Linked DNA regions of Mus musculus: region 1 is linked to region 2. Evidence: chromatin contacts called from public promoter capture Hi-C data. All regions are on one chromosome and are shown on one strand. Each heading gives the region's core, a stretch centred on a gene start, on an enhancer-like site or on the middle of the called end of the contact. The rest is flanking DNA. Distances are from core to core; before and after follow the strand shown. Region 1 holds the start of Crygs (crystallin, gamma S). Region 2 overlaps Igf2bp2 (insulin-like growth factor 2 mRNA binding protein 2).

The links. Promoter capture Hi-C pulls out the DNA fragments that hold promoters and counts their contacts.
Region 1: a contact with region 2 is called in a promoter capture Hi-C map of hippocampal neurons, with 3 times the contacts expected there. The contact joins the promoter of Crygs here to the enhancer-like site in region 2. A contact is called at or near these places in 4 of 39 promoter capture datasets (the 3T3-L1 cell line, hippocampal neurons, liver and 1 more) and 1 of 9 other capture datasets (embryonic stem cells).

Annotation. Positions count from the first base shown.
Region 1 is chr16:22,808,801-22,814,943 of GRCm38.p6, reverse strand. Crygs (crystallin, gamma S) reads left to right here and starts at 3,534. Exons shown (of 3, transcript NM_009967.2): 1 at 3,534-3,609. The coding sequence starts at 3,589. Gm30416 (a long non-coding RNA gene) reads right to left here. Exons shown (of 4, transcript XR_875953.3): 4 at 2,145-2,800. Tbccd1 (TBCC domain containing 1) reads left to right here. Exons shown (of 8, transcript NM_001081368.2): 8 at 988-1,730.
Region 2 is chr16:22,064,474-22,070,358 of GRCm38.p6, reverse strand. Igf2bp2 (insulin-like growth factor 2 mRNA binding protein 2) reads left to right here. Exons shown (of 16, transcript NM_183029.2): 11 at 1-52; 12 at 2,100-2,216; 13 at 5,192-5,266. Among named protein-coding and RNA genes, the nearest start is that of Senp2, 58 kb to the right of the region's middle. Within about 2 kb of position 2,713, at least 76 of the 459 cell types and tissues checked have an H3K27ac peak or open chromatin away from gene starts, as enhancers often do.

The DNA of each region.
Region 1 (6,143 bases), core at 2,285-4,784, 740 kb before region 2:
ACAAGAGCATTGCCTTTCTAAAGAGTATTTTTCTTTCCTTTAATTTGTTCATGACACAGGGTCTTCCTATGGAGTGCAGGCTGGCCTTGAACTTGTAACAGCCCTCCTGCCTCAGTGCCATGTGCTGGGATTGTAGGTATGTACCACCATGCTCAAAACATAATTTTGGGGGCTGTATGTTTTGGGGGCTGGAGAGATGGCTCACTGGTTAGAACACTTGCTGCTTTTTTTGAGAGGACCCAGGTTCAATTCCCATCACCCACATGTTAACCTACAACTGTCTATGACTCCAATTCCAAAGAGCTGATGCTCTCCTCTGGCCTCTAAGGGTACATGTACATGTAGTGCATATATATATATGCATACATACATACATACAAGCAGAATATCCATGCACATAAACTAAACTTAAAATAAGCATAATTTCACAATATATAGTTAACAAATGTGGGGCTGGGATTGGAAATACAGCGATTGTTCAAAGAGACAGACACTGTAAGGGGTCGGGATCAACATTCCTGTTAGTCTCTTGTCTACCAAGTTTGGATTCTTAGAGTTTCTCCCTAAGAACTAAGTTTTTCCCTAAGTTGACTAACACCGAAAAGGATACAAACCTTATTTTAGCACTCTGAATTCTCATGATCTACATACTTTACATGAGTTTATACATAAAAGTAGTTTTCGCACCGGGCATGGTGGTGCACGCCTTTAATCCCAGCACTCAGGAGGCAGAGGCAGGCGGATTTCTGAGTTCGAGGCCAGCCTGGTCTACAGAGCGAGTTCCAGGACAGCCAGGGCTACACAGAGAAACCCTGTCTCGAAAAACCAAAAAGAGAGAGGGGGGGGGAAGGAAAGAGAAAGAAAGAAAGAAAGAAAGAAAGAAAGAAAGAAAGAAAGAAAGAAAGAAGGAAAGAAAGAAAGTTTTCTTATTTGCATAGAGCATGAACATTAATTTACCTACATTTAATTTTCTTTGCTCCTCTGCAGGGCTCTGGAAACGTGAGGAGGAACGGAAGGTGATGCCCCTGAAGCCTGTTGGAAAGGCATCCTTGCTGCCTGCGAGACCTCAAGGCTTCTCTGTATTCAAGACCTTTTGCTGGTTCCTGTTCTGTACTCACCTAGGTTGAACTTTAGCCAAACTTCTGACTTCATAAAGCATCTTACTGTAGAAGGTCAGGAGGTCACACGGCTGGGGCTGAAACGGAACACTGGGCACAGCAGCTCTGTGTGTAAGTTAGTGTCTCAGTGACCAGTACAGGCTTCCCAGCTGACTCCACATTTTAATTTGTACGATGAAAGGGTTTTGTCCTAGCTAAAAAAGTTAGCCAGGTGTGGTGGCACATACTTGTAGTCCCAGGGCTCAGCAGGCAGAGGCAGGCAGATCTCTGCAAGTTCCAGGCCAGCCTGCTCTACATGGTGAGGATCCTGTGTCTCAGAAACAAGCAAACAAGCACACACAAAAGAAAGGAAGGAAAAGAAAGAACAGTTGTGTGGTTCTTTGTAACTTGCTACTCTCTTTTTAAAAAGAGTGACAGAATGGTCAGTTGGTGCATAAATATGGCAGAGATAGTTTTATAAAACGGTACTTTAGGCCTTAACATATAAAACACATGAAATTGTATAAATTGTTTTATTATTTTCTGCTTTAAATTTCAATAAACTCTAAAAAGTAACTTTTTCTCCTTTGGTTTCACTTTTAATCTTAATAAAAGGTTTCTGCTGTTACTCTTTTACTGTGCCAGAGTTGGTTTTTGTGGCTGGGAAGCCCTGGTTGAAGATGGGTAAGTGAGATGAGTCCAGTCAGCAACACAGGTTATTTAACTAGTAGTTATCACAGAGCAGCCACTAACATGAGTTACTTAACTAGTAGTTGTCACCACAGCGCAGCCGCTCTTAGTCCTCAGGTAAAATTAACTCTCTCAATGCTTGTTAAGCCTTTGACGCTTTGGTAGTTTTTACTTCAGCATGAAATTGGAGTAAGCAAAGCATGACCAAATGAAGACCCATGGGTGATGGCATTAAAGGGTTCTGATACTTTAAAGTGCGTAAAACTGAGGGAGCAAATGCCGTCTGTGGTTTGTTATTCGCTTCTCATTAATCAACATGTCAAGGCACATGTTTACAGATTTATTTTTAATATTATTAAGTGCATAAATGTGTGTGTGTGTGCGCACGCGAGAGAGAGCGTGCGTCAGGGCTCCTAGAGCTGTAGCTGTGAGCTCCTCTGGGGCTGCTGCTTCTGCTGCAGACTGAAGTCCAGTCCTCCACAGAAGCAGGAGGTGCCCCTAACTGCTGAGCTCTCCAGCCCCTAGACCTGCCCTTTCTAAGCTGAACACTCCTGTGGGTACCACATTTATAAAGATAACCGTGGAGATCTCTTGGAGATTTGTTTGTGGAGAGGTGAAGTGGTAAAGTTGGACTTCAAAGAAGACTGAGCTTGGCTGGCAAAGCTAAGGGGGGGGGGGGGGAGTTGACGTCGTGTTTCTCTGAGCTTGTATAAAAAGTCTTCATCTCATTCCCAAAGCTAGGGATGAGACATTTGCTTGCCCAGGGTAATGGGCAGAGAGAGCATAGGCTCAGAAAGTTCTGGAGTCTCAAGGCAGCTTTCTGTCCCTGTGTACACGACACTCCTCTTGTGAGTCATGATAACTGAATGGCATTTGCAAGGATAGGTGAGCTGACCTTGGAAAGGCAAATCTGTGATTCCTGAAGACTGAAGGACAGTCGCCATGACCTTGAAGCCAGCCTCAACTGCACAGTGGATTCCAGGCCAACCAGAGATGCATAACATATTAAGACTCTTTAAGGAAAAACAACAGCAAACAAACAAGAAAAACGGGAGGGAGGGAGGGAGGGAGGTTAGGTCACTGAACTCCTGCATGCTCTGTGAGTAGAGCACCCAGTTGCTACCATTTGCCATACTTGGACTTCTGCTCTCTATCATTGTCTTTAAAGCTTAGGAGTAGTCTCCGACATTATCTTACTCCTAAACATACTAGCATGCACCTATCAAAAACAGACATTTTTCTTACCTAGTTTTATGGCAGTAATCAAATTTGAGTCAAACATTGATATATCTAACATAATCCACACTTAAATGTTTTTTGTAGTGACTCCCAACCCCCACCCCCATGAGCACTCATGACCCTTAGTTCTTAGTGAATTTGTTTACCCAGAAATCAAGGATGGTCTTTGGTTTCTTCTGCAGGCCCTCTGTTGAATAAAACAATGTTAGGAATGTCCAAGAGGTCATTGGCTGAGAAAACAAACTGCACAGAGAAAATCTTGGTTTTGAATTTTTTAAACGTTTGGCTGGGTTTTGGGTGCCTTGATTCAGCAGAGCCTACAATGCAGTAGGGCTGGGCGAGCATTACAGGGGCCACAGAGCTCTCCTTTATTTCATAATCCCAATTGTTTTTCTAGCAACCATCAATAGACTCTAAATGACTGACTCAAATTTTGGATCCAATTCTCATGACTAAGCAGATGTTTGATTTGAACTGCCCTCTATAAATGTCCCTCTGCCTGTAGTCCTGGAGCTGCCCTGGATCTCTCTCAGTAGTGCGGGAATCAACCTTTGCACATACAATGTCTAAAACTGGAGGCAAGGTAAGTAACTGTTTCTCATCCAGGGGCACGTTCAAAGCAGAGCTGTTGCTTCACTGCCCTGAGATGAGTAAACTAGTGCTTGAGGGACAATCCTGGGGAGAGAAGATGGAAAAGGCTTGTTTTCTAGTCAAATAGAATCATCTAACACCACGTTAAAGAGTTACTGTTAGTGATGGATGCTGTGCTAGGTACTACATGAACCGTTGCAAGGGCTGCCTTCCGGCAGCTGGAGATGTAAATCTCACAGGAGTGGAACATGGCAAAGACTACAGTAGAAAACATCAGTAGTCAGCATTCTTTTCTCGGTAATTTAGCCTCACATGCTACTGTTCCAAAAGGCCAGCGGAGAGGCCAGGCCAGTGAACTAAATCTTACAGCACTTCTGCATTCAAGTGGTTCTTGTTTCTAGGCAGAATCTTCACCAACGTTTGACCCAACTGCTTGTCGGAAGGTGATTGCTCAGGGGGTTTGCTTCTGTAGTAGTCAATAACTCTGGAGGGCCGAGGCACTGTGCAGTGCCTGATCCCCCCACTGGGCCCCGCCAACTCTTTGCTTTTAGATTTACTAATCTTGGAAGACTTAAGAGAAATATGCAGTGAATCCAATTGTTAACATTTGGTGAATCTCCATTGTACCATTTGAAAAGTAGCTGACTTCATTGCATTGATGACAGATATTTAAATACGTATCTCCTAAAGACAAAGTTCCCCCCCCCCTTGAATAAACAGATCCCCGACATCCAGATCATACTTCGCCTCTCCAGTTGACCCCAGAAGTGTGGGTGATAGAGCACGTACGGTCACATGGTGTGGGTGATAGAGCACGTACGGTCACATGGTGTGGGTGATAGAGCATGTACGGTCACATGGTACATGCAGTTAGTTGATTATTTGTCTTTGCTCCGGGTCTTTCCCTCTCCTGAGCCTGTACCACAGAGTCTTCAGCTTTTGTTGTTCCTGAGACATGGACACTTTACAAAGCTCAGGCCAGGTGGGTTGAAGAAACCCCATCTAGATTCATCTTACGGTTTCCTCATCTTTAGACTGTGGCTAGCAAGAAGTTATGCAGGTGATACTGTATGCTTTCCAGTGCATGGGGTTAGGAGGTGGCTGTTAACCTAAGGTTCTGTGCCTGAGCACTTTTTCCTCAGTTGACAGATACAGCACACATCCAGACAGACAGATGTCCAGTGCTGTAATATACATCACTTGGTCCTACTGAAAAGTCTGAAGAGCCTTGAGGGAAGGCTGATGCATAGACATCATGTAAATAAATACCCGTTCTTTCTCTCTACCCTTCTGTTCTCACCATCTTGTCACTGGATTGATCAGCGGCACCATGGGCTCAGCAAGAACAACAGGTTTTGTTAGGCATATTTTCATTAACCACTGAGATAATCGAGATATTTTTCTTTCTGCTTGGGTTGGTAGGCTATTTTTCAAAACTAAATGTGACAGGGATTTTATAGTGATTTCTAGGAAAACCAGCATTTGATGTTGATTTTTTTTCTCTTCCAAATTTTATGTGAAAAGACCACAATCTCTCCATTGGCTATAGAATGGATGGATATAGACTGGATGGCTTCCACATTTCTTTTATAAGTAGGAATTGTGCATAGATGGAGCAGCCTTCATCCGCTGAACAGAGAGTTTGGGCTGGAGCCCAGAAACGACTCCATTAAGAACAAATGCACACTTGGTTTGACATGGAATGGCTGGCTAGCCTGGGAAGGTATCCAACATGGTGGCCCTGTGCATATTTCATGTCCCGGACATTGGTATAAGGCAAATGTGCAGATGAGGCATAAATGTTGGGAATCAATGAACTAAAACACATCCCATATTTTCTTTAGCTCTCACAAAATCATTTTTGGCTCAAAAGTCAATTCAGCATAGAGATGAAGTCCTGTAGAACCTGTCCGTTCTTGGAGAAGTTACTGGATTTTCTTGAAGATCCCTTCATCAGTCACAATACAAAGGCTCATGAGTGCAGGGCCAGTCCCACCAAGTGTTCAGAGAGCAAATGCTGCCTTGTTAAGTCACATCATGTGGGTGGGAAGATGGAAGAAAGAGAAAATGGCCCACATAAACTCGACACTCTACAGGCTATAGCTATCCTTGAATAGGTAGTGGCCTTTGGAAATTATCTCTGTCCGTAACAATGAGAACAGCTTGCTCTTTAAAGTATTAATCCTTGGCTGCCTAAATATGACCTGCACAAGGACAACATTAACAGACATGCTAAGGTGAAAGGAGGAGAGCTCAGGGGACCTCAGCCCTAACCAAAGAATTACAGGCAACTAAGGAATTCGGAGAGCAGAAGAAACAGGCTGCCCCAGAGAAGAGCACGCCAGTTGGTTACCCAGTACCAAACAGCCCTGAAAACACTTAACATACAGACTAAACCAGATGTATTTTAAATGGTTTTTCAAATGTGTTTCACAGTTTTGCACATGGGTAAAATGTACTTTGGTCACATTCATCTCCCATTCTCCCATTCCTCTTCCACGCCCAGCAAGCCTCTTTCCTGTATCC
Region 2 (5,885 bases), core at 1,464-3,963:
CTCCAGTCTGTACCCTCATCACCATTTCGGCCCATTCCCACATCATCACTCCGTAAGTGCCCCTCATTTCTGCCCCAGTCACCATTCCTCCCCAGTTCCTTCTGCTCTGTGGCCAGTTCCATGTATCCCCTGATGACCGGGCCTGTGAATGTTCACAGTGTGAATGTTCTCTGCTGTGGCTCGAGGCTGCCCGAGGAGTCATGCAGCTCACAGTGGAAGCACCAAGCCACCCTGGGAGCCCCCTTACCTCTGCGGCCTCTCAGGTGATGCTCACAGTTTGAGCTAAGCCTGGACTGTGTAGTGAGTTTCAAGTCAGCCCAGGCTGCATACGGAGTAAAATCCTTTCTTAAAGAACAAGAAGCCTAGAGTTGTGGCTCAGTCATTAAGAGTGCACATTACTCTACCAGAACACTGGAGTTCCCAGATCCCACATCAGGTGACTCAGTCATCTGTAACTCCAGGTTCAGGGGATCCAGTGTCTCCAGTTTTTGTAGGCACCTGCACTCATGTACACACACACACGCGCACGCACGCACGCACCACACTTTTTAAAACATACTAAGGCCGGGTGTGGTGGCACACGCCTTTAATCCCAGCACTTGGGAGGCAGAGGCAGGTGAATTTCTGAGTTCGAGGCCAGACTGGTCTACAAAGTGAGTTCCAGGACAGCCAGGGCTATACAGAGAAACCCTGTCTCAAACAAACAAACAAACAAACAAACAAACAAACAAACGAAATGTTAATAAGCTAAAGAAAAGCCTCCAGTAGGCAGGGGATGTGGCTCAGTTGGTAAAGTGCTTACCATACAAGCATGGACCGGAGTTCAATTCTAAGCACCCACATAAAAGCCAGGTGTGCCAGGTGCTCCTGGCACTGAGGGACTGGTGGTAAGAGATCTCTGGATCTCACGGGCTAGGTAATCTAACTAGGTCAGTGAGCTCTAGGTTCCGTAGGGTACTTCATAGTAACACTAAGGTATAAAGAGCGTGATTGAGGGAGGATACCAGCCTCAGCCTCTGGCCTCTAACATGTATGCACACATAGGAACATGTACACAGGCATACACTATATCACACATTTTTTTTTTTTTTTTTTTTTTGCTGGTGTTCTTCAATCAAAGTCTAGCAAGCAAAGCCACATCATTCCCACAGACACCTATAGCATCAACCTCTGCCAGCCTGGCCTAAGAACCTCTGACTTTCTTCAGGGGTTCCAGGAATAGGTGGCTTACCCACCATCCTGGGTACTCAGCATGGAGTCTGGTCACAGCAGGGCGAATCACCTTGTAAGGTGGTGTTCCTCATTATAGGATGGGCTGGACAGCTTCCCCTCTGTCCTTTGACCAGGCGTGGTTAATAGCTTTTTATTATTTTGTATATTATTGTATATGTGAAAGCTCATACCCACCACAGCACATACAGCGAGCACCATGTGCAAGTCAGGACAACTCCCTCCCTCCCTCCCTCCCTCCCTCCCTCCCTCCCTCTTTCTTTTAGAATAAGTTATTTATTTTATGTATATGAGTACACCATTGCTCTCTTCAGACACACCAGAAGAGGGCATCAGATCCCATTACAGATGGTTGTGAGCCGCCATGTGCTTGCCGGGAATTGAACTCAGGACCTCTGGAAGAGCAGTCGGTGCTCTTAACCTCTGAGCCATCTCTCCAGCCCCAGGACAGTGTTCAGGAATTGTCTCCTTCCACCAGAGATTGAACTCATGTCATCAAGCTTACATGACAAACATTTTTTTTTTTAATCCACTGAGTCACCACAAAATAACCCATTTTGGTTCTTGGAGGAAGGCCCAGGAAGTATATATATCAAATCTGTGTCTGAGAACCCAGGGACAGCCAGCTACATGTGCCCCACAAACATGGGTGGGTGGGTGCTCAGAGGTCCTTGCAGGCTCATGCAATCTTGCTTAGGTTCAACATCACTCCTCAGATTCATCTATAGAGCACCAGGCCACACACTGACATGGCACTTTGGCCATCTCCCCAGATTGCGAGGCCTTCCCATGTTGGGTCTGTTAACCGCACTTGGCTGGGCCATGAGGTGCCAGGTCAGAATGATAGCTGTGTATGTGTTCTTTTCTAGTACCCAGAGCAGGAGACTGTAAGTCTCTTCATCCCAACCCAGGCTGTGGGTGCTATCATCGGGAAGAAGGGGGCACACATCAAACAGCTCGCTCGATTTGCTGGTGCCTCCATCAAGGTAAGATTGTTACTGCCTGTCCCCATGGGCCACCTCCTGTCAGTGCTAGAGAATTCTCACAGCACCTAGAGATGGCCATTCCTGTCAGCTCCCATTCTTCATCTTAGTCCTTTCCTGTTCAATCAAACCAAAGTTAGAAGAAAGAACTAGTAATGACCAAACCTGATCCTCCAAGGGTTGGCACTGTCCCCTCTTCCCGAGAAGATAGAGAAGGCCCACATGAGCAGAATGAGCATCTATGCCTAGCACTCAGCATGTTGATGCTCCTTAGCCCAGGCTTCAAGGACTTACAGACTGTGGGAACGCAAACTGAAGAACTTTCTGGAAAGTGCTGATAAGATCATAGGCAGACAAAGCTGATAGTGTCTCCTGTTAAGAGGCCAGGACTGAGCCAAAGTCTGGGAGAGGGAATTCCCCTTGGTTTGCAACACTGATGTGTGCAGATGTGGCTGCAGCCCATGTTCTGCCCCCTCAGTTGTCAGTGATTGTTTGCCACAGATCTGCCTCAAGCCCAGCTGTTGCTCTGACTCAGCGCGAGGCCGTGACTCCGAAAGCCCCCGTGAAACGCTTCCGGAAATGCTTTTCATTGTTACGGGAAAGAATTTGCTACCATGAGACAACCCAGAGTTATGCCAAGTCTCATGACTTGGAGAGAGAATGCCTACACTTTTCCCCTGAGAGCTGGAGTTTCTCCCACAGCCAAGTGTGACAGGGAAGAAAACCAAAAACAAAGCATTCTGAGTTGTGCATTATGAGGACAGTGGTGGCCCTGGGAAAGATGGCATCTTGCTGTACTCTCAAGCTGCATCCATCTGTGCTTGCAGTTAGGGGTTCACATTTGCACTGGGGGTTAGCTAGCCCACGGTGGGCTGGGCATGATGAGAGTGTGGGGTGCTTTATGCCCGATGGCTTGGCACGTATAATACCCTGGCCTAGATGATGCAGACAGCAAGGATGAGGATGACCATAGTCTGCAGTGCCCAGAGATCTTTCTTAGTGCCTAACGCTGTAGTCTGAGATGGTTAAACACAAAACAAAACAAAACTCTACAGTGAGACAGCTTGGACCGAAGGGCTTTGAGGGTTTCCTTTATTCAAACCTCAGTTTACAGGAAAAAAGCAAGACACAGAGAATAAGGCTCATTGAGACACCTAAGTGGTCAGCCTCAATCTTAGACAGAAATTCCACTGGCCACTAGGATCCTGAGGTCCTGAGGCAGACCAGACCACAGTACCTTCTTGGTCTCCTCAGCAGGTGGAATGACTGCCTGGAGCTACCAGATCCAGATCAACTCTGTTGTTGACTTCTCTTCCTCTTCCTGTACAGAGTTTTTAAGTCAGAGTGTGCTGGGGGTGGAAATGTAACAAGAACCCAACGGGGGCTTGGCCTCTGTGGCTTTCCCTAGCTGCAGAGGGATCCACAACCCCTTTCTTGACTCTAAAGCCAGAACCAGGTGACTGAAGCTGCCTAGTTCTCACGCTTACTGCAACTGGAACTCGGCCCCTCGAGTCATTTCATCAGCTTTCTGTCTTTGATGGTTTTCTTCACTGCTTAAGCCTTTGTCTAATTCCTCTCCACAAGTCCGAAGCTTGGCTGGGTGAGGTCTTGCTCTGAGATCACGATCTTCCTTATTCCATTTAGTATAAGGCTTTTCTTTAAACTTTTATCTCCTTGAACACAATAAATACATAGCTCCACTACACCTCCTGGTGCTCCTATTCTCTTCAGACTGTACATTTTATATTTTTCCTTGGTTGGCTTATGAGAGTGGCCACATGACAGAGTCAGTACTAGGCTGTCTTGAAATCTCTGCCAATGCCATTAATCCAAAATGCTCTAATTTAGCCTCAGATAGATTTTTTTTTCCCCCTAAAATACCACAGGAGTGGTCTCCAGGCCATTTACTGTATTCTTCCCTCTGAAATGTCTTCACCTGGGCCTCCACAGTTCAAATTGCCCTCAGTGCTGTCTTCATGCTCCTATTGGTAATGGCCCCGTAAGCCCTGCATTCAGGTGCATTCAGCTCCTTTCCTAATCCAGAGTAGCAACATTCACATTCCACCACCAAACAGCCGGTCTCAGCCACACTCCGCTCGCGGTACCAACTTCTGTCTTAGTGTTGTGCTCTGAAGAGACACTATGACAACTCATAAAGCATTCAGCTGGGGCTGGCTTTACAGGTTCAGAGGTTTAGTCCATTTCCATCATGGCAAGAAACATGGTAGCACAGCCAGATGTGGTGGTCTGGAGGTCTACATTAGATCCATTGGTAGCAGGAAAGACACTGGGCCTGACCTAGGCTCCTAAAACCCCAAAGCCCACCTCAGTGGCACACTTCCTCCAACAAAGCCACACCTGCTAATCCTTCTAAACTAATGCCACTCCCTAAGCATTCAAATGTATGAACTTCTGGGCCCATTCTTATTCAAACCACCAGATACCTTTAATCAAACTATTGGTGAGGTCTTTGTATTCTCACAGGATTAAAAAGCTTGCTGGCTCCATCTTCCCAATGGGGAAGGAAGTGCATAAGGAGAAAGGTTTGCAGAGCTGTGGCTGGAACCAAGGCAGCCTCTTTTACTGACAGACATACCTGCTCTGCCTTCCTAATCTTTACAGCTGGCTCATGTGTGCTGTGAGTTAGAGCCAGGGTGACCTTTCCTGCAGCTACATAGGGACTGGACAATGCTGCCGACTAACCCTTCCTTCCCTCTAGGCCCTGGGGGTTGCCAGAACCTGTATCTGCTAGGACTTGGATGCAGGGAGAGGCAGTAACTACTGACCTGCTCGGACCTGCTCTGGGCAGCCAATGGCTCAGACTTGATACTGAGAATTAAGGCCATGACTTCCCTAAGACCAGGGCTGAGGCAGCACAACGTCAGACAGGGCATGGGGCTTGAAGGCAGAAGCTTCCTCACCAATTGGTGTGCGCAGGGCTCTGGGCATCCGCACATTCCTCTTTCCTTTGACCGCAGATTGCTCCAGCAGAAGGTCCAGATGTCAGTGAGAGGATGGTCATCATCACTGGTCCTCCTGAAGCCCAGTTTAAGGTCAGTGCCAAGGACCATGTGAGCCCTGCAGGCTCTGGGTCCAGGGCAGACAGCTCAGAGGTGTATTCATTTCTCCTGCTGCTTGTGGGTGTCAGACTCCGGCCTGGTTGCGCATTTCTCTGTGCTCTGCCTTCTCTCCTCAGAAAGGTGGGTCGTCAGTCAGTACCCATTCTGTTGGGCATCTTTGGCTTTTCCAGCTGAGGGGCATTAGCATGCATGCGGAAAAGAAGCCTTATGTAGTAGAAGTTCTGACAGCTCCTAAGGGGATTCTAGCAACATGGGGGAGAGTCCCTTCCTCTGGGAGATTAAAACTTGAATTTCAAGAAGTCAGAAATGTCTATTAATATGTCACAGACAAACAAATGTGGAGTACTATGTGAAAGAATATTATTTTGCCATGAAAGAATGAAGTGTCAGTGCATGCCTAGGGATGGACCTAGACACCTAAGAGTATGTAGGTCGTGCTTCCACGGACATGAAGTGTCTGCAGCAACCTGTAGAAAAAGAAGGGGAACTGGAGGTCGCTGAGGAATGGGAGCAGGAAGGGGTGGGACCAGCTCCTGACTGCTGTGGTGGTGGTTGGGGGTGCAGAGGCAGTCTTAGGGCCTCATACATAGGG